Regions from separate parts of the Arabidopsis thaliana genome. Here region 1 is linked to region 2. The links are chromatin contacts, called in public targeted proximity ligation maps. All regions are on one chromosome and are shown on one strand. The core of a region is the stretch at or near the end of the contact, and the rest is flanking DNA. Distances in the headings are between cores, read along the strand shown.

Region 1 (5,737 bases), core at 720-3,219, 40 kb after region 2:
GCAAGTAGGCAAATCAAAAGAACAAAATTGATTTATAATGGAGTGTAGGCTCATTATTCATTAGAACCACTACCTATAGCTAGTCTATTTAAACATCTAGTGATTTTCTTAGCGGTCGCTGTCTTTAAATCTTTTAAATTTAGGTTTTTTTATTTATTGAATTTAGATTGTTTGATTTTTTTTTCTTCTGGTTGTTCAGTTATATTCACTTGATTCGTATACGTACTTTACTTATCTTGTGACTGAAGACTAAAAATTAATAATGGAATTGTCTTCATTTGTATAAAGTAGATATTTTACAGAATATAAGTTAAAGAAGGAAATTTTGTCCAAAAAAAAAAAGTTAAAGAAAGAACATACGACTAGAAAAATATCCAAGAAAATTATGTTTTAAGGAATTTTTTTAATGTTAATTGTAAAAGTAAATAACATTTTCTCATAAAATTTAAAATTAACGAAGAAAAATGTGAATGATGAACGATCGTTTGTTACGGTTGGAGTGGTACATTCACAAGAATCACAACAAGCGGCAATCATATTTATTGCTTTCATTATTTGCTCATTTATTTAAATTTTTGCACTAAAAAATCAACCAAGTTGTGGTCCAAAGAAAGATAGTAGACCCACTAATTTCCCATTATATGGATCTTAGCAGTGTCAAGTGGTTCGCCTAATTTCCTTTTCCCCCCCACATTTTCTTTTAGCTTTTGTTTACTTGTTTCTTGTAGAATTAACAACACCTTGATATTTTTTGTGTTGTCTTGTTCTCGATTAATGTTGTAGGATCTCTCTAACCTAACGGGCATTACTAATCAAAAATCTTCAAAAGCGATGTAAATAAAAGATATGTAGGTCGGACTCATGAATATTCATATATATATATATATAGTATATAGATAATAGGAGGTTGATGCTATTGAACATATATTACCCATGGAAAAAAATTATTATACTTCTTTCTCGTTTTTTTTTTCATACTAGGGTTCCTAGATATCCAATTCTAAAATAGAATTTTGCATATTTGGTCATTCTACTATATATTATCGTTACTTAGTTTTAATATAGTTACAATTTCTTTTTAATGATTACAACGTTTGGTTGTTATTACTACTAATCACAATCATACAAATTAAAATGTTTTCTAAAAATAATGACAGTGAGAGAAAAACAACTTATGTGGCTGTGAGCCATTGGATTTAAAGATTCATTAAAAAGTTGGCCATTCGGAGCATCTTGGGATCACTGTCTGTTCGCTACTTCTCAAAGACTATTAACTGTTACTTACGCTAACAGTGGTTTGTTTCTCATTTCTTTTATACATAATGAAAAGAATCTGTGAACCTAAACAACATGGAATCTATCAAACTAGGATCTGTTTGTACCAATCAAAATGATATGTTCCGCTGCTCAATTCCACGATTTAATTGTTTTTTTTATTAACTATAAATGGCTTTCAATATATGTTGGTTGATATTAGATATATACTTATAAAACGGTTATACGTTTTATATTCGTTTTGATGCTTGTGTTCTTAACAAGATTCATAACTAGAGCTAGGGCAATTTAAAAGAAGCTATACTTATGCATATATTGAAAGTAATACATACTCGCATATGCATACAAAAACAAACTTAAATCTTAGATTACAATTGAGTCTTAAAATCTAAAAACACTAGATGAATATTATAGCATACGGTAGTTAAACGTAACCATGAATATTCGTAATCCAAGAAATATTGGCATGTAAAGCCAGAACTAAGTTTTTTTTTTTTTGTCAAGAAGCTATCTCAAGGTATCAGTTATGAAGTTTTTGGTGCCAAAAATAAATTTGGCATAATTATTATTATAAGAAAATGCAGATAGCAAGTGAAGTATTTCTTTCTCCAACCAAAATAAAATAAAATTACAAGAAAATGAAAATAATCATTTTTTCTCTCTATATAATGAGATCAAGAAGATCAGAAGGAACACCACAGAGAACCACAACATACAAAAAAAGAACCCTATAGAACTCTGATTTTTTTCTTGTTGTCAATAGTCAATGGCTCACAGTCACACTAATGGCGCCATCTCTCCTTCTTTCTCCAAAGACTTATGTAAGCTAGCTTGCTCTTCAATATTCTTCTCTTATTTTCTTTAATTTTGTTCATAAGAAATCCCATAATAATTAATGTTCTCAAAATTTCAACAAAGATAACAATTGCATCCTCAATTTTATCCAACACAATAATCATCTTAATCACACGTTTAACATTCACATATATATTTTTTTTTGTATCAGTTTAATCATTACTACTGATCATGTTCTCTTTTAGTTTTCCGTTGTCATCTACGTACAAGATCTTGTGAGCGTATAACATCATGAAACTATCTGTAACTAACATGATTTGTTATTCTACTTAATTATAAATTTAAGTTAATTGTATCACTATTTTGGGAAATTAAGATATATATACTATAATATAACGACTTCTTCTAATTCATCTGAGAGGAAAGTTTTACCTTAACTCTTTCTCTGCCATCTCGATCGCTATCTTTTCTCCAGTATCCCTCTCTCTTTCATTTCACCACGTGATGTAGTTTCTTGTTTTGTTTTGTTCTTTAAACACAAAACAAGGAAAATTGTAATTTAGCTTTTGATAGCGAGACTGTTATAAAATCCATAAAACTGGAGTTTCTACATTCTAAAGTAGGTATAATTTTTAGGGCGTTAATTAGTTCTAAACTTTGTATATTACATTATTACGTAATCGTAGTCGACCGTTGCATAAGATTCCGTGGGATTTTTTTTTTGTGATGATAGATTCGGTAGAGCTAAATATAAAAAGATAATATTGATTTAGCTCAACAACGTGTCAAATTCTTGAAAAAAAAAAGAGAGATCTTGATCTCATTCTTTTTGTTTTAATTAAACACAAAAAATGAAAAAATAGACTCACTGAAATATCTGAAAATGCGATTAAAAGAGAGAAAGGAAAACTTAATTGTATCTTAATAAATATTTATTGTAAGTTTTTTTTTTTTTTTCCTTTGTTTTGTCTAAAATTTATTTTAAGTTTGTAACGTCGAAAACTTTATAGAAGTAATTTCGCCTCCTAAATATGGAAAAAATACGAAACCTATCATAATTACCGTGGGACACACTCCATTAATAATGAACAGACGAAATCTGACGGTGTATGAATTGCCATGTGTATTGACGTAACGACAAATTAGATTCTCCTAACGGTCTAACAAACCCCCAGTATTTGAATCCCGGTTCCACTAAAGAATCGGTAACCGAATATAAACCGATTGATAACCGAAAAATGAAAAACATGTAAACCGAAATCGGAAGCGCTTCGTCTTCTCAAAATATGGTCGGCGAAGAAGATAGCGAGAGAGCTCAGTCCAGTAAGATGGAGATCGAGCGAGAATCGAATTTGGGATCTGCGAGTGTGCTGATGCAGTCGAAGGGTAGGCTTCACAACTTCAGGTCGAGGAGCTTTTCGAGATCCAGACTCGCTATCGAAGGATCATAGCCAATAGCCATAGCTCTTTGTTACAGTCATCTCCGTCTCGAATTTCTTCTCTATTCATAGATTTCATTACCCTCGTGAAAAAATCGTCTCTTTTTTGTTTCCTAGTGTGTTCTCAAGGATAATGGCTTCGTATGGTGAGTGACTAGTTTCTTATACAACGTTTTCTGGTGTGAAGCAATATGGACACTGTGTTAGGATTCTTTAAGGCTTCGATGATGTAGTGCAGATTTAAAAATTGGGACTTTACCATAAAGCGTGTGGATTGATTTGATATTGGTAATGGGTTTATTGATTTATTTTGATGAATTGAATCTTTTTAATGGTTGCAGGCGAGGAGCGTGAAATCCAAAAGAATTACTGGAAAGAGCATTCAGTGGGATTGAGTGTTGAAGCTATGATGCTTGATTCCAAAGCTTCTGACCTCGACAAAGAAGAACGTCCTGAGGTTTATTTCGACTCACCCACTATAAAGTTATCATCTTTGCTATATATAGATCATTTTGAGATATGTATGCCTTGATGAGTTGAATCTTTGCTGTCCTTTATTGTGTTATGGACTTATGAAGGAAAGCTTCTAAAGGCTTAAATTATGTGTGTGTTTGTGTCAGATACTTGCGTTTCTTCCACCTATTGAAGGGACAACAGTGCTAGAGTTTGGTGCTGGAATTGGTCGTTTTACTACTGAATTAGCTCAGAAGGCCGGCCAGGTCATTGCGGTTGACTTCATTGAAAGTGTTATCAAAAAGGTTGTTAGTTCACGTCCATGCTTGTTCTTTCTAGCTACTTATAAGACTTGTATTTTTCTCGAGTTTTGTTTGATTTTTTTCTCTAATGAGAGTTTCATCTCCAGAATGAGAACATTAACGGTCACTACAAGAACGTCAAATTTCTGTGCGCTGATGTCACATCACCAAATATGAACTTTCCAAATGAGTCTATGGATCTGATATTCTCCAACTGGCTGCTAATGTATCTCTCTGATCAAGAGGTAGCCATATTATTTATTACTGAGGGAACCACTTTTAAACTGTACACACTTAGACTAATCGCTTATATCCCTTGGACAAATTTTCATGTCTTTTCATCAAATTGCAGGTTGAAGATTTGGCGAAAAAGATGTTACAATGGACAAAGGTTGGCGGGTATATTTTCTTTCGGGAGTCTTGTTTCCATCAGTCTGGTGATAACAAGCGGAAGTACAACCCAACACACTACCGTGAACCTAAATTTTACACAAAGGTGTGCTACCTATAAATCCCTCCACTCTTCTGTTTCTAGACGACAATTATTTGAACTCTGGTACATGAATTCCTCTCAGCTTTTCAAAGAATGCCATATGAATGACGAAGATGGGAATTCGTATGAACTCTCTTTGGTTAGCTGTAAATGCATTGGAGCTTATGTGAGAAACAAAAAGAACCAGAACCAGGTAATTGGCCTCTTCATCTTTTAGCCACCCTTTGATGGTATCTCTTATAATGTTTGGACTCATATTTTTCGAAAATTTCAGATATGCTGGCTTTGGCAGAAAGTCAGTTCGGATAATGATAGGGGCTTCCAACGCTTCTTGGACAATGTCCAGTATAAGTCTAGTGGTATCTTACGCTATGAGCGTGTCTTTGGAGAAGGGTTTGTTAGCACAGGGGGACTCGGTATGCTCTTTAGTCATCGAGTTTGTATCAACTTTGCAGTATTGATGGTTCTGTTTTTGAATTTAAGTTATACAGAACCATTAAGTGAAGCTATCTTTTCTTCTTATTATACTTGTTTCTTTTGATATAGAGACAACAAAGGAATTCGTGGATATGCTGGATCTGAAACCTGGCCAAAAAGTTCTAGACGTTGGGTGCGGAATAGGAGGAGGGGACTTCTACATGGCTGAGAACTTTGACGTGGATGTTGTGGGCATTGATCTATCTGTAAACATGATCTCTTTTGCGCTTGAACACGCAATAGGACTCAAATGCTCTGTAGAATTCGAAGTAGCTGATTGCACCAAGAAGGAGTATCCTGATAACACCTTTGATGTTATTTATAGCAGAGACACCATTCTACATATCCAAGTATAAGCTTCCGCTATTTCTTCTTCCCTTATGACTTTAATTTGGTATCCATTTTGTAATCCCTGGTCTTACTCTCAGGACAAGCCAGCATTGTTCAGAAGATTCTACAAATGGTTGAAGCCGGGAGGGAAAGTTCTCATCACTGATTACTGC
Region 2 (5,908 bases), core at 2,994-5,493:
TTTTGCAGGTTCTCTTCCAGAATGATTCGCCAGCCAGTTTGCTAGCAAGGGTTATGGGAATCGTAGGATCTTTCGATAATGAAATGCTTACCAAGGGACGTGATTCCCACAAATACTTCACAAAAAACCGAATGCTCTATGAGCGGAACCAGGTTAGTGTTTCCAGAGACCTTAAAGGAACATTCCCTGAACTCCAAAAACTCTGCAACTCTTAAGTTGAATGGAAGAAACATATGCTAATAAAGAACATTCTCTCTGGAAAAATTGTTTGTTCAGGAAAGCAACAGATTGGAGTACCTGATACCAAAAAGAACATCGTTGAGACATCGGCTGCCAATGGGAGACCAAGGATTCACAGACTTTGTGGCTCATCTTCTTGAGATAAACCCAAAGAAGCGTCCTTCTGCAGCAGAGGCTCTGAAGCACCCTTGGCTTTCATATCCATACGAACCAATCTCTGCTTAAACAATTGGTGTCTGATTAGTGGAAATGTGAAATTTGAGATGAAAAGAAGAAAAACATTTGTGAAATTTGATTAGAGTGTAACAATGTGTTGTTAAACTTGTGATTATTATTCTCTTAGAACTGATTTAAGTAGTAAAACTTTTTGTATCATCTACTGATCCTTAGTAGTTAGTCCTTTGATTAATGATTCATGAATGTTATTTTTATTGTTACAACTATATAATATAATTCAGGATTAGTTATGCAATCAAATTAAAACAAAAAAAACTTAGAAGAGAAACAATCTCATCGCTCAGTGACTGATTCAGATGACCAGTGTCTCCGTCGCCGTCGTAGCTCCTCCGCATCGTTGCCCATTCTCTAGTCATCTGAATCTGAACAAGCTTTCTCTTCAAGTAGTAATCTTTCTCTCTCTTCTATCTATCTCACTCTCTCAGTGTGTCTCTCCATAGGTTTCATCTTCCCAACCGTTTCGTTTTTTTTTGCTCTTCGGTTGTGATTTTGAAGATTCCTAGAACCGGCTGGCGGAGGAAACAGCTAGGGTTTGCTTTAGCTTCTACTGCGGCTTCAGAATCGCCATCGGAAGGTTGGAAAAGGAAGCTCTGTGGTTCACTCGTTTTCTTCCGTACATTGCATTTGAGCGTTTTTGTTAACCCTTATTGTGAATGTTTGGATTTTCCAGCTACATATGATCCGGAGCTCCGTTTAGTTTTCGAGCTCGCTACCGATTCCGAGTTATATGAGCTTGAGAAAATCCTTTTTGGTCCCAGGTGAAATTCAATGCCTTGATTAAACTTTTCAAATTATAGTGTTGGAAGATTCAGAATTTATGTGATGATGTGAATTTTGTGCTCTTAAGTTATAATGTATTGGGATTACTTTGTTTTGGTGAGCACAGCTACTTCAGCCCTTTGCTGAAATCAATCCCAAACAAAGGAGGAGGTGACCGGCTTATGATAGGCCAAGACATTGAAGTGCGAGATGGTTTTATCGAAGCTCTTGAATCGAGATTCTTGTTTCTAGCTGCAGATGCTCGTTCAACACTCAGGTAGGCTTGCTTGTTCTCTCCTTGACATTAGAGAATAGCTTCTTGTTTTAGGCTTAACTAGGATGCAAACTAGGGTATTAAGTTTTCAATGAAGTAGATATCATCCTTGATTAGTTACTCTGTTGCATTGACTCTGTTACCAACTTCAGTATTAATCTAGGTGAAATTGATCCGTTATCTCTTCACTATATATGTCCATAGAGGGTCAGAACCAAAGATTTTGAGTTCACTTTTTCATTGTATAGGGGTTGGAGGCCTTCATACAGAAACGTTTTACTTGCGGTGAGAAATAATTTGAATATTCCCTGCTCCAGCCAATTGCCAACCGAAGACCTAGAAGCAGAGATTTTTCTTTATCTTGTCGACAATTTCTCGAGGTATTCAGGGTGACTCATTTGTTTCAATGCACGCTATTTCAATTGAGTGAGTTCTTTGTCTTTTTTTCCGCTGTAACCTCTAACTTATCCATATAGTGAAGCATCAGGGGTTTTTCCAGGCATGTGGGAAAATTCTGAAGTCTCAGAGGCAGAGGGAAGCTTAGAACTCGGGCTCAGTAAATGGAAAGTTGAACTACTTGCCGCACTACAAGTGGGTGCTACAGAGGTCCAATCTATGATTCTGAAGGTAGTCTTGTTTTAAGGTGTTTCACTTTTTAAAATAATATCTTTGTTCTCAAGCTTGTGTTTTTGTTTCTTCAATTTTCTTGCAGGGTGGTGGCATGATCACATTCGCCAAAGTTTATCAGTTGGTATGAAATCGATAACAGTTTGTGTGTTTAAACTTCTTCTTCTCTGAGGCGATACAAATAACTGGTATATTCTGGCCCTATATAGTTGGCTAAGAAACTATCTGGAAAAGTATTCCTTGAAGCTGCCAACTACCAGATTAGGAAAGAGATGCTAAAAAAGGTTTGCATCTGTATTTATTTCATCATGCTGCATAAGAATTTTTCATCATCACTCAGGGATTTGCGATGCACTATATCATGAAGTTCCTGAGAAGCATTACATGTCAATGATGTAACTGATTGATATGTTGATACGTTAACCTCTTTTTACAGGGTGGGCAGTTTGCTGCCATTAACTTGGAATCTCGAGCAGCTCTGTTAGCAGCGAAGCATGTATTTACTTTTTCCATCTCTCGTTTTTTTTCTTTTCTTTTCTATCTCTCTATTGCCTTTGAGCTATCTTCATTACACAAACTACATTTCGCCTAACAATGTGATTACAGTGACCTTAAATTGATCACAGGGATTTGCAGGGGCTGCATCCAGATACATTGGCTTAAAAACAGCGATGCAATTACTTGGCCCCATGTAATAGCCACTCCCCTAATCCGATCTAACACAGCATTTACATTACATATGCACATGAATCTGCATCTAATTCTTCTTAAATTGTTTATGTCCGGACAATAATTGTGGAATCTTCAGGATGTGGGGGACATTACTGGCTGACTTAGTGATTCAGATGCTCGAGACTGACTACGCTAGAATCCTAAGAGCAATTTACGCATTTGCACAGGTACTTCTCTTTTTGCACCAAAGTCTGCATTTGTTTTGTAGTAAGATCTCATTGACTAGATTTAATGAGTTTAAAAGGATTGTTTTGTTTTGCAGATTCGGATCACCAGGACATACAGGCTACCTTGTAAATGAAGTAACAGTTTGTTTTCTCAATCTCAGTGTCCCTACGAACTATGTCGGTAAACAATGTTTTTCACACTCGTATAATTCGCTTGTGGTTGAAATCAAATTAGACGTTACTCGAGTAGATAGAGAGTGGTCCAGAGAATTGAGCGTTTTGCGAAACAATATTTTGGAGCCATGGAAACATGTTTTACAGATTTTAAAAAAATCTGATTCCTTAGTGGTAACGAGCGGATAAGCGACGTGTGGGGTTCACTGTGACACGTGTGGGGTTCGCGAAACAAGGTAAAGATATTAGTCCTCTGAGTGCTTACCACGTGTGTGGTCCGCGAATCCTCGAAAGCAACGGCTCTTGTTTCTTTCACGACGATAAGCCGCCGCGTTTCTTCACGTGCCTTTTTGTCGGAATTTCAGACTATTCTAGACAACAACTCAACAAGTCATTATAAAACTAATTATGCTATAGTCGCGAAAATAATGCGTTACTAGGTGAATTATTACTAGATTAGTAGTACACTTTTATTTCTTATTGTGAAGACTTATTTAGATTTTATCGAGTTGTCCTATATAGCCGACTTGGTATAAATGATCCTCGATTATGTCTTAAAATCTCTATTAGTGTGGAGTGAACATACATGGTGTATCAGTATATGGGGTTACCAAAATCCGGAGTGATCAAGTCATTTTTGTTTTTGTGGTTATTATTTCAAAACATGTGGTTAATTTATTTGTGGCCCTCGTTGAGAACAAGACTTTTTATTGTTTTAGAAAGATGAATAAAATTCAAATTGAAATTTGATATCACGAAACCTCTATTATATAATCGTCCAAAAAATGATGACGTGACGTAGGAGACAAGGTTAAAAATAACTAACATATGGTTAGATAATATCCAATACTTTTTTTGGATAAAAATATTATCCAATACTTGTGGCATTTTTTTTTAATTCTTTTCTTATTTTAATAGCTAAAATTTATACCACCAATATATAAATAAGTAGACTTTCTTAATCTTACACATGTAATACAAATTTGTTAATAACTTTGATTATGTGATTTTCTTATTAATTTTGTTGGGTAAATTTTCTAGGGTATTTATTCTATAAACTATAAAATGTACATTAAACAAAATGTATAAAATTAAGGAATACATAAAGGTGGTGATTAGAAAATTCATAATTGTTGGAGCTTTTTATAGATAGGATCATATGATAGGACGGTCTTTTAGGGTAAAAAATACTTCAAAAATTAGTGTAGAAACAATAGTGACCTTACACGTGTAAACTCTGGAACAATCTACTCGTCTCTTCTCTTACATACCTCAACCCAAAGCTACGAAGACAACTCTTCCAAGTTCCAAACAAATATCACAAAAAGTAATAAACTAATCAAACACAAATTCTACAAATACAGTGAATTTGTTGTTTATTTAATTTGTTCAACGATTATCCTCTCAAATCCTTTCACTATCATCTTTTCCTTATTCTTCTTCTTCTTCTTCCTCTTCATCGGCCATTATAAAGCTCTGTTTTTTATTACCCTGTTTTATAAACAGAGGAAGCCCTAAATTTGGATTCTCTATTCTAAAGTTTTCTCATTTCGCTAATTTTGGAGAAAAACGATTGTTTTTTTTAATCGTTTCTTCATTTCTGATTCATTTTTCTTGGTTTATGATCTGTTCAAGTAAAGGAACAATCTTAATCGCTAGAGGTAAAAATTCAAATACAATCCCTAGATTACCCCTAAAAGGGTCATCCACAAATTACGCGAATCGAATTCAAATTCGAAACCCAATCAGTGTCAAAACTTTCCGGCGATCATCTTCATCGTCAATGGCGGTGGAAACAATGTCGATGGGATCAGATTCATCAACTTTGATTCTAACATCAGGAGCAAGCGGTCGCGTTAGGGTACTCTTCTCGATGCGAGAGCTTAAGCGTCTCGTTACGATTATCCAATCGTTGATTCTTTTCCTCCTCCTTCCGTTTCGCGTCGTCGTTTGGCGGCGGAGGACTGGTGCGGTGGTTATCAGAGACGATAAGCAAGAGAGGAAGGTTTGGTCTCCTCCGCAGATCGTGGTGAGGAAGAGGAACATCGGTGGCGAAAGCAGCGTTTCTCCTCCGTCGGTTCCAGCTGCGGTGGTGGATGGGGAGGTTGCTGTTCGACGTGAACTGGCGATTAAGCGAGTTTTGGAGGATGAAGGCGGCGATGGAAGCTCCGTCAGAGATTATTCGCTATTCACGACGAAGAGAGGAGATACGTTGTTTAGTCAGTCATGGTCACCTCTTTCCCCAAATCACAGGTCATTTCTCCATTATTTTAATCATTTAAGGATTTTTGGTTTGATTAATGTATTAGTAGTCGTTGTCAATCTTAGGATCAATACATAATTATGCATATTAGCCTTTTTGAGTTCAAGTGAGTCTTGTTGTTAACTAGAGAATAATGTCAATTGGATGTTTCTGGAAATTAGTAATGGAAGAACAAAAAATTCCAAATGATTTAGATGTCAAGTGTTGAGAGAAGATATTTGTGTTGGATTTTATTTTATTTTGTCTGGTAGTCCTAATTAATATCTTGGCTATAGCTTGAGGCTTGAGTAATTGAATATTGTGGTGGATCCCCTTGATATTTATATATATATTCCTTCTTGCTCATAATATTACATTATTTTGATTAGCTTAACCAGAGATAGTCATATATGTTTTTGTTGAACTAACCTTTAATAGTGATGATTATTTAATCAA

What was found.
Region 1: a contact with region 2 is called in a targeted proximity ligation map of shoot, with 10 read pairs.

Annotation. Positions count from the first base shown.
Region 1 is chr1:27,667,183-27,672,919 of TAIR10.1, forward strand. It overlaps AT1G73600 (S-adenosyl-L-methionine-dependent methyltransferases superfamily protein), which reads left to right and starts at 1,970. Exons shown (of 11, transcript NM_202410.2): 1 at 1,970-2,096; 2 at 3,851-3,966; 3 at 4,130-4,267; 4 at 4,372-4,509; 5 at 4,617-4,760; 6 at 4,840-4,950; 7 at 5,032-5,173; 8 at 5,304-5,584; 9 at 5,663-5,737. The coding sequence starts at 2,042.
Region 2 is chr1:27,624,435-27,630,342 of TAIR10.1, forward strand. AT1G73480 (alpha/beta-Hydrolases superfamily protein) reads left to right here and starts at 4,244. Exons shown (of 7, transcript NM_106007.3): 1 at 4,244-5,463. The coding sequence starts at 4,832. AT1G73470 reads left to right here and starts at 682. Exons shown (of 11, transcript NM_179550.3): 1 at 682-1,051; 2 at 1,148-1,235; 3 at 1,364-1,513; 4 at 1,759-1,890; 5 at 1,987-2,137; 6 at 2,223-2,261; 7 at 2,347-2,421; 8 at 2,574-2,633; 9 at 2,764-2,828; 10 at 2,946-3,036; 11 at 3,132-3,891. The coding sequence starts at 1,419. The coding sequence ends at 3,170. AT1G73460 (Protein kinase superfamily protein) reads left to right here. Exons shown (of 7, transcript NM_106005.4): 6 at 9-152; 7 at 277-706. The coding sequence ends at 465.